6 separate regions of the Mus musculus genome follow, and all the other regions are linked to region 3. The links are chromatin contacts, called in public Hi-C, HiChIP or PLAC-seq, Micro-C and promoter capture Hi-C maps. All regions are on one chromosome and are shown on one strand. The core of a region is the stretch at or near the end of the contact, and the rest is flanking DNA. Distances in the headings are between cores, read along the strand shown.

The links. Promoter capture Hi-C pulls out the DNA fragments that hold promoters and counts their contacts. Hi-C and Micro-C count contacts between places; a contact is called where the count stands out from the background. HiChIP or PLAC-seq counts read pairs in DNA pulled down with a chosen protein or histone mark.
Region 1: a promoter capture Hi-C map of embryonic stem cells shows a contact between it and region 3, with 4 times the contacts expected there. The contact joins the promoter of Kyat3 here to the promoter of Selenof in region 3. A contact is called at or near these places in 7 of 39 promoter capture datasets (cranial neural crest, embryonic stem cells, hippocampal neurons and 3 more), 1 of 484 Hi-C or Micro-C datasets (uterus), 2 of 115 datasets of contacts at active chromatin or transcription factors (astrocytes and embryonic stem cells) and 2 of 9 other capture datasets (adipose tissue and liver).
Region 2: a Micro-C map of embryonic stem cells shows a contact between it and region 3, with 5 times the contacts expected there. The contact joins the promoter of Ccn1 here to the promoter of Selenof in region 3. A contact is called at or near these places in 1 of 39 promoter capture datasets (embryonic stem cells), 1 of 484 Hi-C or Micro-C datasets (embryonic stem cells) and 1 of 115 datasets of contacts at active chromatin or transcription factors (pancreatic cancer cells).
Region 4: a Hi-C map of regulatory T cells shows a contact between it and region 3, with 6 times the contacts expected there. The contact joins the promoter of Znhit6 here to the promoter of Selenof in region 3. A contact is called at or near these places in 2 of 484 Hi-C or Micro-C datasets (CD4 T cells and regulatory T cells).
Region 5: a contact with region 3 is called in a Micro-C map of embryonic stem cells, with 8 times the contacts expected there. The contact joins the promoter of Ddah1 here to the promoter of Selenof in region 3. A contact is called at or near these places in 1 of 39 promoter capture datasets (embryonic stem cells) and 1 of 484 Hi-C or Micro-C datasets (embryonic stem cells).
Region 6: an H3K27ac HiChIP or PLAC-seq map of embryonic stem cells shows a contact between it and region 3, with 5 times the contacts expected there. The contact joins the enhancer-like site here to the promoter of Selenof in region 3. A contact is called at or near these places in 6 of 39 promoter capture datasets (cranial neural crest, embryonic stem cells, hippocampal neurons and 2 more), 3 of 115 datasets of contacts at active chromatin or transcription factors (embryonic stem cells, large pre-B cells and stem cell-derived neural progenitor cells) and 1 of 9 other capture datasets (adipose tissue).

The regions. Positions count from the first base shown.
Region 1 is chr3:142,699,766-142,703,592 of GRCm38.p6, reverse strand. It overlaps Kyat3 (kynurenine aminotransferase 3), which reads right to left and starts at 2,545. Exons shown (of 14, transcript NM_001293560.1): 1 at 2,418-2,545.
Region 2 is chr3:145,648,192-145,651,960 of GRCm38.p6, reverse strand. Ccn1 (cellular communication network factor 1) reads left to right here and starts at 1,976. Exons shown (of 5, transcript NM_010516.2): 1 at 1,976-2,231; 2 at 2,526-2,739; 3 at 3,084-3,428; 4 at 3,550-3,764. The coding sequence starts at 2,169. It overlaps Gm17501 (a long non-coding RNA gene), which reads right to left and starts at 1,884. Exons shown (of 3, transcript XR_003954574.1): 1 at 1,041-1,884; 2 at 1-578.
Region 3 is chr3:144,568,045-144,571,680 of GRCm38.p6, reverse strand. It overlaps Selenof (selenoprotein F), which reads right to left and starts at 1,254. Exons shown (of 5, transcript NM_053102.2): 1 at 882-1,254. The coding sequence starts at 956. Hs2st1 (heparan sulfate 2-O-sulfotransferase 1) reads left to right here and starts at 1,465. Exons shown (of 7, transcript NM_011828.4): 1 at 1,465-1,947. The coding sequence starts at 1,824.
Region 4 is chr3:145,574,847-145,578,470 of GRCm38.p6, reverse strand. It overlaps Znhit6 (zinc finger, HIT type 6), which reads right to left and starts at 2,263. Exons shown (of 10, transcript NM_001081094.1): 1 at 1,475-2,263; 2 at 304-369; 3 at 113-219; 4 at 1-26. The coding sequence starts at 2,103.
Region 5 is chr3:145,757,291-145,760,784 of GRCm38.p6, reverse strand. Ddah1 (dimethylarginine dimethylaminohydrolase 1) reads right to left here and starts at 2,093. Exons shown (of 6, transcript NM_026993.3): 1 at 1,621-2,093. The coding sequence starts at 1,923.
Region 6 is chr3:142,839,131-142,842,855 of GRCm38.p6, reverse strand. It overlaps Pkn2 (protein kinase N2), which reads left to right. Exons shown (of 22, transcript NM_178654.4): 3 at 3,494-3,648. Among named protein-coding and RNA genes, the nearest start is that of Pkn2, 41 kb to the left of the region's middle. Within about 2 kb of position 1,880, at least 6 of the 459 cell types and tissues checked have an H3K27ac peak or open chromatin away from gene starts, as enhancers often do. A contact at or near this core is called in embryonic stem cells, where this site is marked.

The sequences.
Region 1 (3,827 bases), core at 1,296-3,795, 1.9 Mb after region 3:
ATTTTCTTTTGAAGCTTGGGCAAACTAAACTGCCTCCAATTCCTTATATAGCCTCAGGCTAGTCCTGACTCCACCCTTGGCCACTCAAGTAGCTGTATAGGTGTAGGTAGCCCTTGTGATTTTTGACTTGGGAATTAAATATAGTGTATTGCCAAGTTGTTAGATATAATTAACTTTTCCCATTCTTTTATTGCCAAGTTGGCTTATTGGCTTTTCAATCACCAAGGGGGCAAACACACTTGATTCAGTTACAGATTCTGAGCCTGAGAAGAAAGCTAGTTTTCCTATTTATTATTATTATTTTGTTTTTTTTTTTTGAGACAGGGTTTCTCTATTCTTATTCTTATTATTTTGTTTTTTTTTCTTTTTTTAAAAGATTTATTGATTTATTATATATAAGTACACTGTAGCTGTCTTCAGACACACCAGAAGAGGGCATCAGATCTCATTATGGGTGGTTGTGAGCTACCATGTGGTTGCTGGGATTTGAACTCAGGACCTCTGGAAGAGCAGTCAGTGCTCTTAATCACTGAGCCATTTCTCCAGCCCTGTTTTTTTTCAAGACAGGGTTTCTCTGTATAGCACTGGCTGTCCTTGAACTCAGAAATCTGCCAGCCTCTGCCTCTCAAGTGCTGGGATTAAAGATGTGTGCCACCATTGACAGACCTCATTTATTTATTTTTGAGACAGGTCTTATGTAGACCAGGCTATCCTCAAGGCAAGGGTGACCTTGAACTCCTGATCCTCTGGCTTTCACCCCCCAAATGGGATTACTAGCCTCATTACATCTGCATGGCTTTTGACTTTTAAATGTGTTTTTTGCTAGAACGCTGTACATTGATATTCATGGATAAACTAAACTGATATATACATTCAAATGTCATGAAATTAGAAGAAAAAAAAAAGTTGTTGGCTTTTGGTTTCTCCTTAAGCTCAAGGGTCTGTGAAGAAAACCAGAGATATGTGAGTCAGGGTGACCCAGGCAATCTAATCATGGCATAGGGTATATCAAATATGAAACCCATGTTAGATACACACGGATCAACAGAAAACTAAAACTACCATTTTATCATCTCTAGGGTGGACTGATTCAGAACTGGAAGACCGTGGGCAACCTAGAGGTTAAAAGTTGAAGGAAAAACGCAAATCTCAAAGGTAGGCAAAGCATTCACAACTCAGTTTAAACATGGTTAAAGTTTAGTGCTCTGAATTTACCACTCAAACTACCAAGTTACAAATCTGACCCATAGGAGGTATACAGACATAAAGAATAGTTGTGTTAGCAATCTGAAAACGTCAGGAACCTTCAGGTTACCTAAAAGCTCAAGAAAGATTTATCAGAGACAGCCTCTTGATAAATAACACTGCTCCCTTTATTTTCACCACATGCCATACCTGTTAGCCGGGTTCTAGAGTGTTTATAAAGTTCGCTAATTGCAACAGAGCGAGGTGAACAGGGTTCTAGCTTTCAAAGTACAGAGGCATTCAAGGCCATATGAAGAGGTGAAGCATGAATAAAAAACACAGTCAAGTTTATCAGCATAAGTGTTAAGAGGCATTATCAGCATAAGAGTTAAGAGGCACCATTCAAAACGGGCTTTAAGGCCGCGTGAAAGTGAGATTCTCTCACAAGGGAAGCGGTATGGTCACCTGATGCCGAAATTAGGGTACCGCACACAGGCAAAAGTTGAACAGATTTACAGGCTGGCTGGCTGCAGCCCTGAGCAAGCTTCCCGTGTGCCACCTACCTACCCAGCAGCCCATAGGTGGAACACTGAATGGAGGTGCTTAGGGGCGAGCGGCTCAGATCTACAAGAATGCTTGACCTTCAGACACCACCAATTAAGACTGCTTTTGTCTTTTGCAAAGCTCCGAAAAGATAATCTCAAGCTTCTGGTTTAACTGCTTTTCCAACCCTGAACTTTCGCCTTATCTGGGCTAGGGAGGTAGCTCAGTTAGTAGGGATGAAGCTCTGGGTTCCAACCTAGGCACCGAATAAAACCAGCAGCGGTGGCGCACACCTCTAATCTTAGCACTGGGTGTGTGGGTCGGGTGTGTGGGAGTGGAGATAGGAGGATTAAAAAGTTCCTTTGCCACAAAACTACTTCCAGAAGAAGAGACTGTCTCAAGAAACAAACACAAACATCTTTCACGGATGAACTGAAGTCAGTATTGCCCTTGCAAAGGTGCGTTCTAAACACCCAGACTACACAATCAAGAGTAAAAGGGACAAGGGTGGACTTTTCTCCAAAGAAAAGCCTGTCAACCCCAAGATAAATCCCACAGTCTCCGCTGTGGTCCGACCATGTGCCTAGTACGGGCGCTTCTCCTGCCCGCCGACCTCCCTTTGGCTCCCGGCTCCGCAAACTCTGTATGCCCCGGGCCGAGTCACCGCTCACTACGTCCCGCCCGCTTACATCGTTCTCCTGGTTCCAATGCGTCCCTGGCCTTAGTCCGGAGGTCGCTAGGTGTCGCCGGGGTTCCTGGCGGAATGCACTCGGGGATCCAGAAGCAGAGTGCAGCAGGAACCCTCCTGATTGTAGAGGAGGCGGGGTGGAGGCGGTTCGTGGCTCTGACCAGGGATTGGCTCCGGTATCAGGGCTAAGGCTACAGATTGGTTACGGATTTCTCCAATCGTGGCGCGCCCTGTGAGAGTGCACAAGAAGCTCCCAGGCTAGGGGACAGGGCGTGGCCTTGGCTGAGTATCCAGGAAAAAGTGGAAGTGTGCGACTGTTTGGAGCAGAACTGTTTTTAAATCTCCGCTGCGTGGATTCGAAGCAGGTTCTAGGAGAAAGACTTGAAAATGCTTGAGAGGCCGGCCTGTGTAGTTGTCTATGTGTTCCCTCTGATGGGGAGAGAGGAGGGAGAGGGAATCTTTCCTTCGGAACTGTAAAGTGATGCAGGACCTAAAAGGCGGAGGAAGTGACACTGAAGCGGGAGGACAAGCTGTTAAGAGCACAGCTTGGGGGTTAGATTTTCTTCCTCTTGCGTTTAAAGGAGTCGAGGTGTTGTAGTTCACGAGAGCGGCTGAACGCTGTACTCACGCCTGTAGGAAGGAACAAAAGCGGATTTGGTTGGATGCACTGACCTTGCCACAGTGAGCCAAGCGCTTCTGTATTTTGTTACGAACATTAAAGGTGCTCATTGTAAGCAAGGGCACAGGCAGGCTGCTGAACTGACCGACCCATGGTGGGAAGAAGATGTTTACCTAAGATATAGGAGAGAGAGAATAACTAGAGGATTTGGGGAAAGTCCAAAGCAGTTATGGGAAGAGAGCAGAGAGGCAGACTGGCAAGGGCTGTCTCTCCAGAGCAGAGGGAATAGCAGGAAAAACCTTGCGAGTTATAAAGAAAAACCGGTGGCTGCAGCTTCAGGTGTGTGTGTGTGTGTGTGTGTGTGTGTGTGTGTGTGTGTGTGTGTTTGTCCTGTGAATTGGAACAGCCTGGAAGTTTAGAATAGAAGGGGAGGAGGGCTTGAGAGCTCTGTGGCTTTGGTAGGCACTTTGTATCTTAATAGGCAAGTGGATTTTCCTGGCAGACAGAAGGTTTCAGAGGTCCTTAAGGATGAGGGTGAACTTTTGTCTCTCCCTGAAATTCTACAGTGGAGCTTGAGGTGAGGCAAGCCTTCATTTTGAACCCAGTCAGCGGGTCTGTCCATATTCGGGATTCTTGGAGTTTTCCCCTTTGGACCTAAAACTCATGACGATCTGGAATGGCTTTATCTGCAGTCGGTGTTCTGTTGATATTGCTGAGGTTGAATTGGGGAACATCGCAGTTCGTTCTCAAGGTTTTTGAGGCTAAGTGGCTGCTCGGTGTCCCTTTCCTTTC
Region 2 (3,769 bases), core at 727-3,226, 1.1 Mb before region 3:
CCTTGTGGTTGGATAACAGAGGGAGAAAAATGTTAAAAACGCAGGCTACTGCTATACCCAAATATGGAAATATTGTTACGTCTGGTGTCTGATTCACCATCTGGAAATACTTACAACCATGAAGTCAAATAGAAAAGACGCCACAACAGAAGCCAGGAACCCTCCTCTCCATTCTGTTTCTCCAGCGCCTCCTTCTACCCTGTTCCTTGCCTTCTCCACCCTCACCCCCTACCCTCCCGAGCTTCCCTAAGATGGAAACAATGAACTGTGCGCAGGAGGAACTGTTCTCTAATAAATCGGCCAGCCGAGGGGACCAGGCCTAGGCTTTGCTTTCATTATTTGCATAACACTTGACAACCCATTGTCTTTAAAAGTCCCCACCCCCAGAAAGCCTTGGAGAACCTACCGCCTCTAGCAAATTCCTCCAGGACTTACGAAAGGGCGCTTTTGAATGAATGAACTTAACTCTTTCCAGTAACAGCTGTCTTCACTGGAGTGTGCGCAACAGCCTCTCCTTCTCACTGGAGTCATTCATAGAACAGGCAACGCAGGAGGCTCTCTTAAGCAAGATCGCGAAGCTGCAAAGGCAGAGAGGCCCTAAATATTAAAAATGAAGAAAAGCTATCCCAGTTTATGAATGGCATTAATAACCCCAAATAGGGTCTTGTGTGGGAGGGGTGTCTTCAGTTGTATGTTTAATAAGATCTTAAAACCCAACTTCCTCTATTACAGTGTTGCCTTCTAAATCCCTCATGTCTCGGAACTTGGAGGGAGCCACTGCACTACCCTTGAAAAAGAAGGCTTCTAAGTGATCCAAAACAAAGGAGTTAAACACATGGACGGGCCCAGACACACACACACACACACACACACACACACACACACTCACACACACGGGGGGGGGGCAAACAAATACACACAGCGAGACACATAGGGGGCGGTGGGGGAGGGTGTCTGCAAACACCCCGAGTCTTTTTTCCAGCTATCCACAGGGCACAATGGTCCTGTTAGAATCTGTTTTGTCCCGGTAGCTTTTGCACCTGGTGATTTCAGGACAAGTCACTCCACGGTGGTCTCCTCCGCTTCTGCTTTGGCTGCTCAGTTTCCACCGCCGCCAGTCCAGGGAGAGAGGCCAGGAGGGTTGACCCGGCCTCCGGCATCCGTGAGGAAGTGGACGTCAGGCTCCGGGAGAACTCTGCACTCGTTTCCTCTTGGATTTCCAATGCAGGCAGTGGGCTGGAACTAAAACTGGGAACCTCCAAAAACAAACAAGTACAACATACCAAAAAAAAGGGGGAGGGATGAGGGAAGACCTCTGGCTGGAAATATGCCAGCGAAGAGGGAAGCTTCCCTCCCCCCCCCCATTCATAAATGCCACTCCGGGTATTAATTTGCAATACACTTCTCTTGGCTAATAAACATCATGCCAAAGCTTTGGGACTTGATCCGAGCATGCCTCTTTGAAGTCCACAAATAGATCCCTGGCTTAGAAACCAACTCCCCCTCCCCTTTGGACTCTCAGTAGATAACTTTACTCTCACCTTGGTTGTAAACAAGCAAACAGCTCGCTGCCTTTCCCGGTAGGCATCACCAAACAAAACCACTTTTGTTCCTCTGTCTCCCGCCCTCCCATGTCTAGGCAAAGATCTGAAGGGTTCACACCAACACATACACCACGCCCCCCCCCCCCATATACCCTCTTCAATCAAAATCATCACCCTCGCGCCCCAAGCATCCCGCCCTCCCCAAAGGAAGTTGTTATTTAAAGTGGAAAAAAACGAACTTTTTTTTCTCTCTGATGGATCTGAGAAGAGGGGGGAAAAGGTGCAACGGAGCCAGGGGAGGTGCTTGGCAGCAGCCCGCGCCAACCAACATTCCTGAGATGTTTGAGAATTCTAGAACGCGCCGACAGAGCTACGTCACTGCAACACGCGGCGCCTAGGCAGGCATTATAAAGGGCGGGCTCCCGGCGCTGGGGCAGACCGTGAGCGAGAGCGCCCCAGAGAAGCGCCTGCAATCTCTGCGCCTCCTCCGCCAGCACCTCGAGAGAAGGACACCCGCCGCCTCGGCCCTCGCCTCACCGCACTCCGGGCGCATTTGATCCCGCTGCTCGCCGGCTTGTTGGTTCTGTGTCGCCGCGCTCGCCCCGGTTCCTCCTGCGCGCCACAATGAGCTCCAGCACCTTCAGGACGCTCGCTGTCGCCGTCACCCTTCTCCACTTGACCAGACTGGTGAGTTGGATTTTTTTTTTTAACCACTGCTTCCCGGTCTGCCCTCATCGATTCCTTTCCCCGGGCCATGATCTTTCACCGCAGGGAAAGTTAGACTGAAAAGTTCGGAGGTAGCTGTTGCTTTATGCCCAGGGGGCCTCTTCCTGGGACGCAGCCGCTGGGGTGGTCAGGCTGCCGGGACGCGATCGAGACACTTCTGGTGGACGGAGCCCCACAGCCAGACCTAGGCTCAGGGCAGTTTACGTGCCTCCCCGAGCAATGCAAAGCAATCTCACGCGCTTCTCCCTCTTGCAGGCGCTCTCCACCTGCCCCGCCGCCTGCCACTGCCCTCTGGAGGCACCCAAGTGCGCCCCGGGAGTCGGGTTGGTCCGGGACGGCTGCGGCTGCTGTAAGGTCTGCGCTAAACAACTCAACGAGGACTGCAGCAAAACTCAGCCCTGCGACCACACCAAGGGGTTGGAATGCAATTTCGGCGCCAGCTCCACCGCTCTGAAAGGGATCTGCAGAGGTAAGAGGCTTGTGGTTTGGCCCCTTTAAAAAAAATAATAGTCCCCATAGTCCAGAAGTTTAGTAATTTTGAGACCATGTATGGTGGACGCTTTGTTGATGGTAGCTTGGCAGAAAGGCACATGATTTCAGCAGTCTGGAATGCAATTCAGAGTGTCTGGGCCCAACGAAAAGCGCATACGGAAAAGTGATTCCTGACTAACTTATTGTTCAGCTCTGGAGTCTCGGGGGAACTGTAGGGAACTTTACCATACATTGAATTGAACAGCGGAAAATATGTATGAGTTTCAGCCTGTGGCGGCGAATCTTAACCTTCTCCTCTCTCTCTTTTGGTCGTCTTTGCAGCTCAGTCAGAAGGCAGACCCTGTGAATATAACTCCAGAATCTACCAAAACGGGGAAAGCTTCCAGCCCAACTGTAAACACCAGTGCACATGTATTGATGGCGCCGTGGGCTGCATTCCTCTGTGTCCCCAAGAACTGTCTCTCCCCAATCTGGGCTGTCCCAACCCCCGGCTGGTGAAAGTCAGCGGGCAGTGCTGTGAAGAGTGGGTTTGTGATGAAGACAGCATTAAGGACTCCCTGGACGACCAGGATGACCTCCTCGGACTCGATGCCTCGGAGGTGGAGTTAACGAGAAACAATGAGTTAATCGCAATTGGAAAAGGCAGCTCACTGAAGAGGCTTCCTGGTAAGTGGATATAGAGTCCTTAAGACACTGTGCAGAAATGCTTTCTTGGTCTGCAACTTTGTAGAAACCAGTGTGTGTATGCAAGCATCTAAGAAGCCTTCCATTTCCTTTATCTTTCTAGTCTTTGGCACCGAACCGCGAGTTCTTTTCAACCCTCTGCACGCCCATGGCCAGAAATGCATCGTTCAGACCACGTCTTGGTCCCAGTGCTCCAAGAGCTGCGGAACTGGCATCTCCACACGAGTTACCAATGACAACCCAGAGTGCCGCCTGGTGAAAGAGACCCGGATCTGTGAAGTGCGTCCTTGTGGACAACCAGTGTACAGCAGCCTAAAAGTAAG
Region 3 (3,636 bases), core at 5-2,504:
TGTTTAAAAACATTGATTGGCAAGGGGGTGGGGGCAGGTATTTACAAAGCCATAGCCTACTGAGATTTTGAAGATAGTTTGAAAACATTACTCCTTTGTTACTTTTGGTAGTGGTAACACATTCAAACGACTACAATGGGAGGGAAAAGCCAACAATTTACTTATGTTTCCAGTATAAAAGTTTAAAGGGATGTTCCCTAAGTGTTTTCTGAAGTACCAGATGTTTCAAAACAACATTGTATTGCAATGTAAGACGCTAAGAATCCACTCTTTGGACAAAGTAAGAAAAGCAGAGACAACGTTTGTGAACTATAAGACCTATGAAGAACAGAGTATTTAGAGACCTACGGTATAATTTTAACTTTCCAAAATCTTGGACAAATCACTTAAGTATCCTAAGTACAAAGACATGTAAATATGGGTGGAAAACTCCCATAGAGGAATTTACCAAAAATACAGTTGCTTCATGAGTAGCTAAGTAAGTCAAAACCAGGTTAACTCCTTTCAGAGATTTAGAACCCGTGTCGTCTGGTTAACGAGGAAAACCGCTTGTCTGGACCAAAACCCTTTAAGGTTTGGGAGTTTGTAAGCAGCGGTAGTTTCATTCACTTGTGTCTCACTCAAAGAAACGTCCCTCCTTTCTAAGCATTACTGACTATGTACCCTCTGTGCTCTGAAAAACCGATCCTAGCTGCCTGAAGCGAGGAAACCATCGTCTCTAGAGCTCCGGCTGGAATTCTGCCACGTTTCATTCCGGATGGAAGCGGCCGCTAAGGCAGCCCGTTCCACGGGCGGCTCCCAAGCGTGGCCCCGGGTTTGCCCTTCCACATCCGCGCTCTCCGACCAGCCTTGAGGCAGCCCCAGAGGCGGTCCACACTCACCGCTTGAAACGCAGTCGCCAGCAGCAAGCGCAGCCCCAGAGCGGGCCGCAGCCACCCACCCTGCCCTGCCGCCATCCCTGCGGTCTGCCGTCAATCTTCAGGGGTCTGAGGACCCCTGTGCCGGGGACGTCCACTGCACTGCCTGACGCGAAACCCGCCGCGAAAGGCCACTGCTACAAGCCTATTATCCCACAAAGACGAGTGTTAGTTAGGCGACCATGGGAGCCTGTAAGTGATCGATTGTTAAACAGTCCTCAGGTTCTTTTAGAGATTCAAATTAGGCATTTTCCTAAACTCCCCACACCGGGGCTTCTTATTCACGACATTCAATCGGCTATCCACGAAGCCCCAGCTCGGCCATCAGTAGCCCCGCCTCCTCCAAGTTTACCCAATCGGACAACGCCTTGCTTGAGTCCCGTGACAAGGAACCCAACCGTAAATCGAACCGAAAGGGCGAGAAGCGGCCTCTCTTCGGACCAATGAACACCACTGTACCGGAGGATGGGGGTGGAGCCTCTGGTTGCCGGGCAGCGTGCGTCAAGGCGTGCGCGTGGTGGCCGAGGGGGAGGGGAGGGGGCGGGCCGAGGGCGGCGCAGCCGCAGCCGCATCGCCACCGGAGGAGCGCGCGGCCGCGAGCGACCGAGGGAGGGAAGGGAGGAAGCGAGGGAAGAGGGCGTGCGGCCGTGGGGTCCCGAAGCCAGGGGGCAGCGGCAGCGGCAGCGGCAGGAGGGCGCCAGGGCCGTCGAGTGGGCCGGGGAGAAGCGTGCACCAGGCGGCCGGCGCTGGCTCCCGCGGGCGGGAGACCGGAGAGGAGGAGGGGGTCGCTGCGGCGCGGCAGTCCGCGCAGCTCCCGGGTCGGGGTCTCCTCCCGGCGCTTCGGTCGCCCTCGGGGCCCCGCTCCCCGCCCCCCGCGGTATGTCTTGATCGCGAGCGGCGGGTTTCATGGGGCTCCTCAGGATTATGATGCCGCCCAAGTTGCAGCTGCTGGCGGTGGTGGCCTTCGCGGTGGCGATGCTCTTCTTGGAGAACCAGATCCAGAAGCTGGAGGAGTCCCGGGCGAAGCTAGGTGAGGCAGCCGAGCGGTGCGCCGGGGCCGGGCTGGCGGGTGGGCATTGCCGGCTATAGCAAGTGGGCTTCCTCAGGGGGCCTCGGAGAACCTCGAGAGCTGGGACCCGGGCACGTCGAGCTCCCGCCACCGGGGAGGGAAGCTGGGCTGATGAGCTGCACGCGCGAGGTCTCTGGCCAGAGGGCTGCCCCGTCGGCCCTTCACTGAGAGAGGGGACCCAGGTCTGCCTGGAGCTGGTGCTGCTGGAGGACACAAACGCTCCCTCTCTCTTCTCTTCCAAATCGTTCTGCAAAGCCCCAGTCATGTGCAGAGATGGGGACTGGAATTTGAATTAGGGGCACCTGGGCACAGGATCCTTTGGGGATGGTGGTCGTGGGGAGATTCGTCGCGGGGAGATGGGTAGAAATGGAAGGAGACTCCGGGAATGATGGGGAGTGAAAGCGGCTCACCGTAGTGAGTGGCAGGCATGCCTGAGCCTAGGGCAGTAAGGGACCTTAGAACTGACAGCTTTGGTAGGCTGGCGGTGTGGGACAGCGGAGCCGATGATGGCACGAAAAGGAGACATCTGGGGGACTGAAGTTCTTTATGAGTGACGCTAAACTGGTTGATTTGGGCTTCAGAGTGGGGTCGTAAGTTTAGGCTGATTGCATGTACAAGAGGGGAACGTTGAGGGTTTGGAATTGCAGGGTTTACCTTGTGAAAGGAAAAGAGTGGGGAGAGTGAACCATATGGGTCTCTTAAAGCGTCTCTCTCAGTGCCCGAATGGAAAAGGGTGCTTGAAACACAAAATTGGAGTGCGAACTTGTGCAACAGCAGTCGAAAGCGCGGATAGTCGGGTGCTTCCGGATAGTGGAGAACTTTGGTATTTGGAAGTGCTCTGGAGACAGGGACTTAATCATTGACGCGTTTTGATTTAAAAATGTATGTGACACTTGAAAATCAGCTCAGAGAATGTAATTTGAATATGGGAAACAGCTTTTGCATACACTTTGACCTTGCCTGTTTCTTAAACACGATTTAAAGTTACCTTGAGGAACAGCTAGATGCAGCTTGGGGGTGCGGATTAATTTTCAAGAAAAGAAGTACCAGAAAAGAATTTAAATTTTATATATAGTAGATATTTCCAAGTTTTTGGTAGATTTTAAGGAAGCCTTGAACACATTTTAAAGAATAGTGTTATAAAAGCAAGAATCGTTTGATTGATGTCCAGCTCCGTGTGAAAGAGAAGCCAAAGGTACTTGCAGTCCAGTCCTCCTTTCTAGAGTGAAATTTGAAGAACTACTGAATGTATGTACTGGATTTAGAAAGGTTTTATGTGCTAAAAGTTATTCAGTTTAAATATTGAAGGTTGAACAGTATCTCCTTTTGCCTTTCACGTGGCTCATCTGTACAACATTTACAGTCAGAGTCTGGCCTCATTCATGATCCAGTTTTACAGGAAAGAAAGTGACTCAGCTTACAATAAATTAAAAGTTGTTAAAATGAGCACTTGTATTTACTATTTCTTCAATTGGCTTTTGGAATTCTCTAGCTGTAGAGGCTCAACCTGATTGAATGTGCCTATTGTCTTCCTGACCTAACAGTTTCCTCTCCAGCGCTTGGAAGCTGTTTGTGGACGCCACCAGAATAGCTGAGGATATAGAACACCACAGGTAGAACCATGCGTACCCTCATAGTTTTCATAAATGG
Region 4 (3,624 bases), core at 1,014-3,513, 1.0 Mb before region 3:
TGCCACGTCTTCCAAAAATCTATAGTCTTGTAATTTCAGAATGGACAAGTTAACGAGTGACACGGTGCCAGTGGCCAGAAGGCATCCCTGGGTGGTGCACAAAGTGACTTACCACTCAGGAGATTCATCTCAGTAAACTGCTGCAGCGACACATAAGCGGTCTTATCCCGGACTCCACTGCACGTCAGGTCAGCTTTGTGTTTCTTTACACAGGGCAAACTGAAGAAACAAACAGGAGGCAGCTCTGTACCTGAAGTCAGAGTGCACACAGGCAGGGAGTGAGGTAGGAAGCTACATATCTACCTGCAGGAAAAGCGCATGCAGCGTGGACATCTGTACTTCGCTTCTTCTGTCCCACAAGTCTCACACCTGTAAGAGTGCACCTGAGACTTAACACGCAAAATCAACTCTATGTATGTCCTTCCGGTCTTAGAATTTGGACTCAAGGGCATTTCACAGTTTACAGGCAGGTAGTCAAAGCAACTCTGATAAAGTATATGATAGCTGCTATTGGAAATCATGAAAATGTTTAAAAATGACATTTACAATGACGTGCAATTCAAGAAAACTGTATGAAAGAAGTCACTGGCCCGCCCATTTTTTTCTACAGGACTTAAGAGAATAATATGAATTGCTGATTTTTGTAGACCAGGCTAGGCTGGCCTCAAACTCAGAAATCCGCCTGCCTCTGCCTCCTGAGCACTGGGATTAAAGGCATGCGCTACCACGCCCAGCGATTTTTGAAATTGTGATTCATGGAGACTTTGTGTGTGTCTAGAAGTATAATCCATGAGCTACATATGAGTATTTTAAAAACATATACACCGGAGAAACAAGGAAGGATGAATCCCAGACTGGCAGCAATGTGTGCCCTTTCCCCAGTTCCACAGCGAATTCAGAATGAACACCCAAATAATGGTATGATTCATCTGTCCTCGGTCTTCTAGGGTCTGGTGATACTGAGAACCAAAGTGTACCTGGTACCAGTCAGTTCTATCAGCTCAAGGAGTTTGAGACTGAATCTGACCACAATCTGATCTTCTGTACTGTCACATGAGCACATTAAAGAGACTACATCCAAGAAACGAACATTCATAGGAGCCCGGAATAAATTCAAGAGTAAGTTGACATGTGTCTATTAGTCTACCCACTTGCTGGTTTTTGGTTTATATTGGATGGCGCCTCTAATCCTATTCTCTCTAAAAGAAAGACTGCGAAAGCGTTTCTTATTTAACAAGCTCTGGCTCCACAAAGGCCTTCTGATGCCCAGAATTTTCACTCCCTAACCTGGCCATACCCTTCTGGACACAGTCACATCACACTGTGTCCTCGAAAGCGTCACGCCCAACCTGAACTTCACCACTCAGACTTCAGGGACCCACGTCACGCCTGGTTTAACTTACCTCACTTTCTGCTGTTAAGGACTCGTCCACCCAGTAGTCTATTTCCCATCTGGGTTTTCTCCCCGCCCTACCTTGACAGAGCCAATTTCCTCTTGCTGCCCACTCGGGGGTTCATCTGGGGCTCTTCCTTCACCTTCGCGTCTTCCATCGCTTCGCTCTTGAGGGAACCCTCTTCTTTTATAGGCGCTGCATCCATCACTTGCTCTTCCTTTACGTTCTGACCAACAAACAACTCCTGTTTTATGGTCAAGTCCTCCTCCTTCACTTCTTCCCAGTCCGTCACCTCCTCCTTCACCTTCACCTTCTCTTCCTTCACTTCTGGCTCATCCACCTCCTCTTCTTTCACCACCAGGCTACTATCCGCCTCCTGCTTCACTTCCAACACGCCTTTCTCATCCTTCACCTCGGGCCCGCCCTCCACCTCCTGCTTCACCCACTGGCTGTCCGCAACACCACTGTCTAAATCCGACCAGTCTACTACTTCCTGCTTCACCACAGCTAAGTCCATCTTTATCTCCTCCGCATCCTCCGTGGTCTTAGTTCCTGCCAGTCCGTTCCTCTCCTCTCCATCGCCAGCTTCTGGGCTCCCGTCTAAGTCCCTGGCTCCCTCCCCACCAGCCGCAGGCCTCGGCCGCGCCCCCTCCGCTACCCTCTGGGAACCTCCTCCCGGAGTCCCTTCCTTCTCAGCTGCAGATTCCATGAGCTCACGAGCCTAGGCCGAAGCTGCCACTCCGTTCTTCACGGTGGCACCACCAAGCCAATAAGAGAGATTACCAAACGAACCGCCGACAGCGCCACACGTGCAGCAAAGCAGCCGCGGCAAGCTCTGCACGCCTGCGGGAAGCCGAGCTAGCCGTAAAGCAGCTGTTCCGGCCACGACTCTTCACGACGTGTAGCGTTCTTTACGGCACGGCGGCTTTCCGGCCCCACTCCTTAAAGCCAGGTGAGACCACGCCCACCAGGACTCCCACCCAGGGGCGGGGATCTTGCCACATCCTTTCTCAGGCGCTGAAACTGCTGTCTTGGGAACTGGAATTATTGTCTCAAATAAGTGACCCACTTTAATCAGTATTAAGGATTAATTCTAATAATGCATGGCAATAGATACAGACTCCCATGTTCCTCCAAAGTTTAGACTGTATAAAGCGGTGGTTCGTAACCTTACCAGTGGTGTGGATCTTTATGTTCCTCATGTTGTGGTGACCTCCAACCATAAAGTTATTTTTGTGTCTACTTCATAACTATAATTTTGCTACTGTTATGAATCGTACTATAAATACTCCTGGGGGGTGGGTGGAGAGGGGGAGCAGAGGTTTAGCAAAGAGGTCGCGACCCACAGGTTGAGAACCGTTGGTCTAAGGTTTCTTCACTGTATACTAGGGACCAGGACATCCAAAAACGCCTTTAATCCTAGCATTTAGAAGCCAGAGGCAGGAGGATCTCTGTAACCTTCAAGGCTAGCCTGGTCTACATAGTAAGTTCCTAGGGTCAGGGCTGTTTCAAAAACAAAACAAATAGGAGAAGGAAAAAGAGGAAGGGGAGGAGAGACACTCTCATCTGCTCCCACAAAGATTACATGAAACTATGCATGGGAACCAACTACAAAAAGATCTACAGCCGGCAACTGAAACGCTGGCTGTCACAGGGTAATTGTAGCCCCTAATATCCGTATAGTGAAGCACTATACCCCAATACCTCAGAATTTTGACTATATTCGAAGACAAGGCTTTTAAGGGCATAACACTTAAAATAAGGCCTTTGGCTGGGCCCTAGCCCAATCTGACTGGTGGTTTTTTGTTTTTGTTTTTTTGTTTTTTGTTTTTTTTTTTTTTTTGTTTTTTTTTTTTTTGTTTTTCGAGACAGGGTTTCTCTGTATAGCCCTGGCTATCCTGGAACTCACTTTGTAGACCAGACTGGCCTCGAACTCAGAAATCCACCTGCCTCTGCCTCCCGAGTGCTGGGATTAAAGGCACGCGCCACCACGCCCAGCTCTGACTGGTGTGTTTAATAAGAGGGAATTTGCATATAAGTGGGATGGATGCACGTAGAGAAGGGTACTGAAATGTGAGAAGTCATCGGTTTGCCAACCAGGGAAGCCTAAAAAGGCAGAATCTCTGACCTTTGACTTTTTCTATAGCTTCTTGAAATTTGAGAAAACAAAAAAAAATGTCTATTCACCCCAGGAAGGAACTGACAACAGACCAAAGGATTCCACTCAAGT
Region 5 (3,494 bases), core at 844-3,343, 1.2 Mb before region 3:
AATGCTTACCTACTGTTGGCAAGGTCCTGAGTTCAATGCCCTACACAGAGAAGGAAAACACAACAAGAGTTCTGCGTGACCTTTGGCAAGTACGGGTCCACTGAGCTGACTACAGAGTGGAGTCAAATTCTGACATTTAAAATATCAAAATATCACCAGGAGAAAGATCACTGCTAGCTCTTATATTGGAAAATCCGAACTTGGAAAGTTAATTGCACAAATAATATGTTATTTGTGTTCCATAGAGATGAACCTTCCTGAAGTAAGATGGACTAAATAAGGGCGATTAGGGTCAAGAGAAGAAAGGAAGTCTTGTTAGACGAGTACCATTTTGAGAGTTTTGACGTCTATTTTATCTATTTAGCATCCCAACCTATCCACCATTGCTACATTCATATTAGGTTAAAATAGAGTGGAAGCCATTTGTATAGGTCAAATTGGAAAGGGAAAGTGGACAGGCTAAGAGAATGATACCTGCTACTTTTGAAGTGTAGAGAGAAGAGCTACCTAAATGGCAAATAGGTAGACTTTGATTATACTCAATCTCTAGGATTTCACCAGGCAAGCAGATCAAGGGTGGAATAGGCATATTTAAATCATAAGCCCAAAGAACTACTTGCAATGCGACAGAAAAGTGAAAAAAAACAAACAAAACAAACAAAAACAAGGAAGAAAACCCCTCAGATAGGAAAAAAACCACCTGCATCGTGTCACACTGCTGGATGCCAAGAGTGTGGGAGAATCTTAAGGCTGGGCTCTTCTCTGGCAGTCAGAAAAATCCCAGGCCAGATGGCATTTTAAAATCTAAACTCGTGTGTCTGTGCCTCTCTCCCACTAACCTACATTATTTTTAAAGCAGTTACAGCCATTTCTACAAGATACGATAATGTGTTGGCCCCTTGAAGAAAACAAAAAGCAGTCTTAATTGCAGAGAGAGAGGGGAGAGAGAGATTAAAATGACAGAACTTATTAAAAAAACAAAAACAAAAACCAAAAAACCTCCCATTGCTAATGAAACGGAGCACCCCGCAGCAAGCACAGCTTTTCAAACCCGGCCCATTCACAAACACATTTAAACACAGCTCACTAACAAAACGCTGAACACATTCGCTTGCCAGTTCTTCAAGACTCACTCGCCACCACTGAAAAGTAACTTGAATTCCTTGGGTCTCTGGGCATAGTCTCTGCCTGGTGTCACCTGGTCCGCCCTGCCAGGAGCTCCCCCAAAGGAATCCCTGCAGGACTTGGGGACCCCCCCCCCCCAAGCCTCCACCTGCCCTCCGGGAGGACCCTTCTCTGTCCTCACTGGCAAGGAAACAAGAGTAGCATTGTCCTCAGCGCTGTGTAATTTGCAAGATAGAACCTCTGGCGCTCTGGGTCTCCAGCCCAGCCACCTGCCCAAGTCCTCGTCACTACACTCCAACTGAGATCGACTCAAAGGCTCCCCGACTGCGAGGAGGTGTGAACAATGAAGTTATCTGGCTCGGATTTCCCACACCCAGCCACGCCGCCCGGAGTCCGGCGGTGGGAAGTTGGGAACTGAGCCCGCGGGGTCAGTTCCACGAGCGTCCCCCCTCGGCCGCGCCCCTCGCGTCGTCTGCCCGGGGGCTGGCCCGTTACCTCCTTCCTGCGGCTGGGCGCCCCGGGGCGGGTGATGAGGGCCGTCTCCTCGCACACGACGGCCACGTCCTCCACGAACACGCAGTCGGGCAGGCTCTCGTCGGCGGGCAGCTGCACCACCTGCAGCCCCAGCTTGCTGCCCAGCACGCCCACGTAGAGCTCGTGCTGGCGCTCGGCGCGAGCGAAATCCACCTCCTCGCCCTGCGAGCGCCTCAGCGCGTGGCGGCACAGGGACTCGGGCGGAGCCCGCACCACGGCGTGGGTGGCCCGGCCGAAGGCGGAGGGGTGGCCGAGGCCGGCCATGGTTCGCGCGGAGAGGAGGCGACGGTGGCTGGGTTTGAGTCGGTGGCTCGGTCCTCCCGAGAGCAGCGCGCGCCCAGCCTGCGAGCCTGCGAGCCTGCGAGCGCCCGGCGGCTCCTCTTGGCAGCCGATGAATGTGCTGCTGCGGGAGCCCGGCTCGCGCCCGGAGCCCTGCCCGCGCCACTGAGCATGCCCAGAGCTCCGGGCGCCGGCCCAGCGCCCGCGGGCCTATTCCTATGCTCTCCGCATCTGCCGCAGACCGGCCTGGGTCAATCGGGATGCGGAGGCCAGGGACTTAATCAGCAATGACTCCCTCCGTGGTGTGTGTATCCCACCGCAGGTGCACGCCTCACATGGTCCCCATGAGGACCTGGAAATTAGGCAGTGCTGAACTGGACCTGCTGGAGAAGACTTCACGGTCAGGGGACCAGGTGAAGGGCGATTGTTTATGGATAAACTTTCCCTTTCTCTTCTTCTCTTTTTATCCAGCACGTGGAACCTCGGTTCTCAGCGTGGCAGCCTGTCTTCACCCAAATTACCTCGACTTTCTCCAAATTGACCAACTGCCCCACGTGAAACTCAGTATAGTATAAAGAATGCATTTCTTCCCACCCAGGAGAAAGTAACCCAAAAGACAGACACACAGTTACAATAAGTATCTAGGAACAGTGATACTTCAAGCCCACAAGGCAATTTAAAGTGGGAAGAATGCCTCTTCTTGTTTTCTCCGTTTTTCTTTAACTGCACTAGGCTTGTCATTCAATAAAGGAGTGTTTATCTAGAAACCAGCACACATACCTACCCTATCTCATCCCCATTCGAGGCTGAAGGCACAGAGATAGGGTGAGGGATGGTACTGTGGGCTTTAACAATGTCCTATTCCAGGCTTCCCAAGATACACTTCAAAGTCACTGTTTTAATAAACCTGTGGTCACAACAGACCTTGGGCGACATTTCACCCCTGATGAGCTTACAGCATCCATTCCGAGAAGGATCAACCACCTCATCCAGTCCCCACAACTACCTTAAACAACGAAGACTGCAAGAACCCAGCTGTATCTCACCAGGGCAGTGGGATTGGCAAAACCCTCGCCCCCCCACCCCCCACTTCCTCTCGCTAACATTCTCATCAGGACTCCAAAGATGGACTTGGGAGTCTCCGAACCCCGTAATGAAGCCACGTGGATGAAGTCTTTATCTGCTCTTCACCAACACGCTTCTTTTGAGGACTGGTGCTAGAGCTTAGTCCCCGGGGACGCCCAGAGCTTTTGCCCTAAAGCTCAGGTAACAAAGATTGACCCTAGAATACTTTTCTCAGTGCAATCAGTTCTGAAGAAAATGTGATTCCAATGTGTTTATTTCCAGAGCCTGCTAGAAGCAAGGAGCTAGCATTTTGTTCCCACAATAGAACTCTGCCCCCCCCACCCCCCACCCCCGCGGTCACAATTCAGTTCCTTGACCTTCGGAAGGAGATTCCAGCTTCCTTACAGCCTCGCCCTTCCTGTGGGAACACACCTTTCGGAATTCCTGTCACTTCTCGACCTTCCCTCTTTGCCGCTCAAGAATCCGTCCTT
Region 6 (3,725 bases), core at 631-3,130, 1.7 Mb after region 3:
TGCAGGATAAAGACAAGTTTAAGGACAATTTAGAAAGCAGCTACGTGTGCCTTAGGCACAGAGAATATTCAGAATAAAGTCTCATTTCCTAGTAGATGCTGTGCACCACTTTTACACAATAAAGCACAAAACAGGACCAATTCTGAACAAATATTACTACCAATGTTGTTTCACCTTAATAAAAAGCTGTAACACCCAACAATCTTACCCATGTCAGTTGCTTGTAATGCATTAAGAAACCTAACCTGAGTTGACATTGGTTTATTAAATATTTAAGCAACATTTCTTCAATTGATAGCATTTGAGAAAGGTTACCTTGAATATACAAAATAAGAAAGCTCCATTATATTTTGAGTAGGTTTCAGGTGACTATAGAAGATAAGTCTTCCTGTAGATAGGAAAGAGGAACTTTAGGAAAATATAAGCAGGTAGCTAAGGTGGCAGGATTCTGAAGCACTTTTGTTTATAAGCCATCAGTTTATGAATACCAAATGAAAACCAAAATGTTGGTCACTGAATAGTACTTAGTGCCTTGTAGACTTGTAGATAGAAGCTTAAGCAAATGGGTAAGTGACTAGTGCATCTGTGTAATATACTTTTATTAAGTTAGATTTGCTTAGGCTTGCTTCAACTGACTTTCCCCCAGCTGTTTTAAATGAAGTAAATAGCTTTGTCCCATTAAGCAGACACTCTGGCTGTACAAATGTACCTTTATGGATTTTGAATATAGAGTCAGCTAGCTATAAATGAACACCAAAGGTAATCTATGATCTGAGTAGTCATCCAGCTAGATCATTATATTGCTATATGGTTGCACACCACTTGGATGACCTTCAGACCTTGTTTTTATTATTTATTGCAAAGAAAAAGAACCTAGGCAGTATGTTCCTCCCTGGGGTATTTTGTGAACAACATGTTTTAATAGAGTATAGGTCAAGCATGAGGCACTGAAGCTCACATGATCAGAATGTAAAACCTCTGTAGATGTAGGTAAAAATCTTAAACATTTCCCTACACAGGAAGAAAAGACTCAATGTCAACCACATTTCTAATCTCAAAAACATCAAGGTGGTCTGGGAAGATTCCTGAGAGCATTTGATGCTCTGCCGAGGGCCTGAGTTTCGTTCCTAGCACACACTTAGCCACTTGTAACTGCAGTTCTAGGGGGTCCAGTGCCCACTTCTGGCCTCAACAGATAAAGTCACTGCATGCTTGTGGTAGACTTACATACATGCAGACAAAAACACATTCCACAAGAAATAAAAATAGATATTTATAAGAGTACAGTTAGGGAAACGGTTGGTCTAAAATTAACGCTAATTTCCATGCTCTAAACCTATAAAATATCTTTGAAACATTTATTCAGTTGTGGTTTTATCAAAAATATTAAAAGTTCCAGCAACTAGTCAGCAACATGGCTCAGTGGGGTAAAGGCTTTTTCCACTTCACCTAAAGACGTGGCTATCCCCAGGACCCTATGGTAGAAGGAGAAAATTGACTTCTCTGAGTCGTCCTCTAATGTCTGCATCCCCACAGCGGTACCTGTGCATGGGTTGCATCTGCATTACAAATGTGATTTCAAAAGAGAAGGCACCGGAAGCAACATATCTGATGTACTGTATGTGGTGAAGAAGGCTGATAGGAAATCCGTATTTGTTCTGACCTTTGGACTTTTCATCTTTAGGGCTCTTTTAACCATGTTGTATTTTCTGGTAACTTCCAAGGTTACCATATATGTTAGCCAGGCTATGTTCTCATAGCTATACTGATGGTCTGTGGACAGGAGGGTGTCCTGTTGCCTTTCCCTATATCTTGTCTACAGTTGAAAAGTCCTTGTCTGTGCTGTCTATCTTGTTAGTGACATTACCCCAGTGGCTCATAATTAAACCTTGGCTTTTAGGATGAAAATCATCCTGGCCACTTTCACTTTCCTATTCAGGACACAAAGGCCTAGTTATTATATTTTATAACAGCTATTATCTGTATCTTTTCTTCTTGACAGCAAGATTTTCTTCATTCTCACTTACATTGCTGGGAGCTTTATTTTTAACCTGGTCTCATTGGGGAGTTGGGTCTTTGTGGATTGGGTTCGTATGGCTTGTTTGCTTGCATCCCTGTATTTTTGTTTTTTCTTTTTGTTTTTCTTTTGGGGGGGGGCAGGATCTTGTAGTCCAGGCTGGCCTCAAACTTGCTGATAGATAACAGTGCTGAGATTATAAGTTCATCCTGTTGTTTGTTTCCTTATTTCATGTTTTCAGTGGGTCTCCATCCTCTCTGTACTCATTTATATACAGGTACAAATTTATAACAAGTCCAAGATTTCCTTTATAATGGCGTCTACATGTTACTTCAGTTTCTGCTGTTAATCCCAAATCCAATTTTTCCTGTAATAGTTATGTTTGCCTTGTCTTTTTTATCTTCCTATTCTACACAGTAAATATTTTAGTGCTGTAATCGACTTGCAGTAATAGAAAAGGATTTAATATACAGCATCTTTAACAAAACATAATAAAGTTTGTATACATGTTTCTAAAGACAAAGAACTTTATTGCATCATCAGGCAAACCATGCTGTTATAGGCAGCCCTAACAACCAGGATTCATCTCGTGATACAACTTAGGTCCCCATCACCTTTCATCCGCTGGTTCTTTCTCAGACCCATTTCATTTCATTTAAAGGCAGATGTTTAGACAGGGATCTTTTCTCCCTTCGTCCCAGGCTAAACACCACCCGCTGTCTTACAAACAATACATTCCTGATCTCTCTCCAGCAGAGGGCTTGGTACTTTCTATATACTTCAGTTCTTTTTAACTCATACTAAGTTCTGTTTGTAGAGAATTACCAGGGTAGAATTTATGTAATATTTAGATATTTTATTCTCATATCAATAATGTGACAAAGGGTGTGTGATATCTGCATATTTTATTCTCATCAATAATGTGACAAAGGGAGAATTTAGTTATTGAATAGAATAGTCAGATTGTGTTTAAATGTATATAGTTTAAATGTAGTATTTGAAAACCTTGTAGGCATAACTCATCTTACCACAGACTGGTTTCAAATTCACCAAATAGCCCACACTGGCCTTAATCATGTAATGATCCTTTGATCTTAGCCTCCTATGTGTAGGGATTATACTGTGCCAGGCGCCAAATGGTCACTTCTGTGGGGAGTAAGCTGAATTAAGGTAGTTCTGCAACTCAAGTAGTTCCTTTGTTTGAGTTGGTTGAATTCTTTATTATCTGTAAGCACAAGGAGATTTCATTTAAGTGACTTGAAACTTATTTCAAACTCTTGTTTTTTGAATACATTAACTTACACATTATGTTTTCAATGATAATTTTTATTACTATATATCAATTGTATGATATCATGGGTTTTATTGTGCCATTTTCACACATTCAGATAACATATTTTGGTCAGATTCACCCTGACATCCCAGTTTTAAGCAACAGTTGATTCTAGTAACAATCATGTGATATTTTGTACACAGATTGTCCGAGGACTCCAGATACTCCAAATAGTGACTCTCGTAGTTCTACTAGCAACAATAGACTGATGGCCTTACAGAAACAACTGGATATAGAACTTAAAGTAAAGCAGGGTGCAGAGAACATGATACAGATGTACTCAAATGGCTCTTCAAAGGTAAGGAAATCCCTAGTATTTATATGTTCCGTATATATGAGTTTGCCTACCCCCTAAAATTTCATTTGTCATCCCAG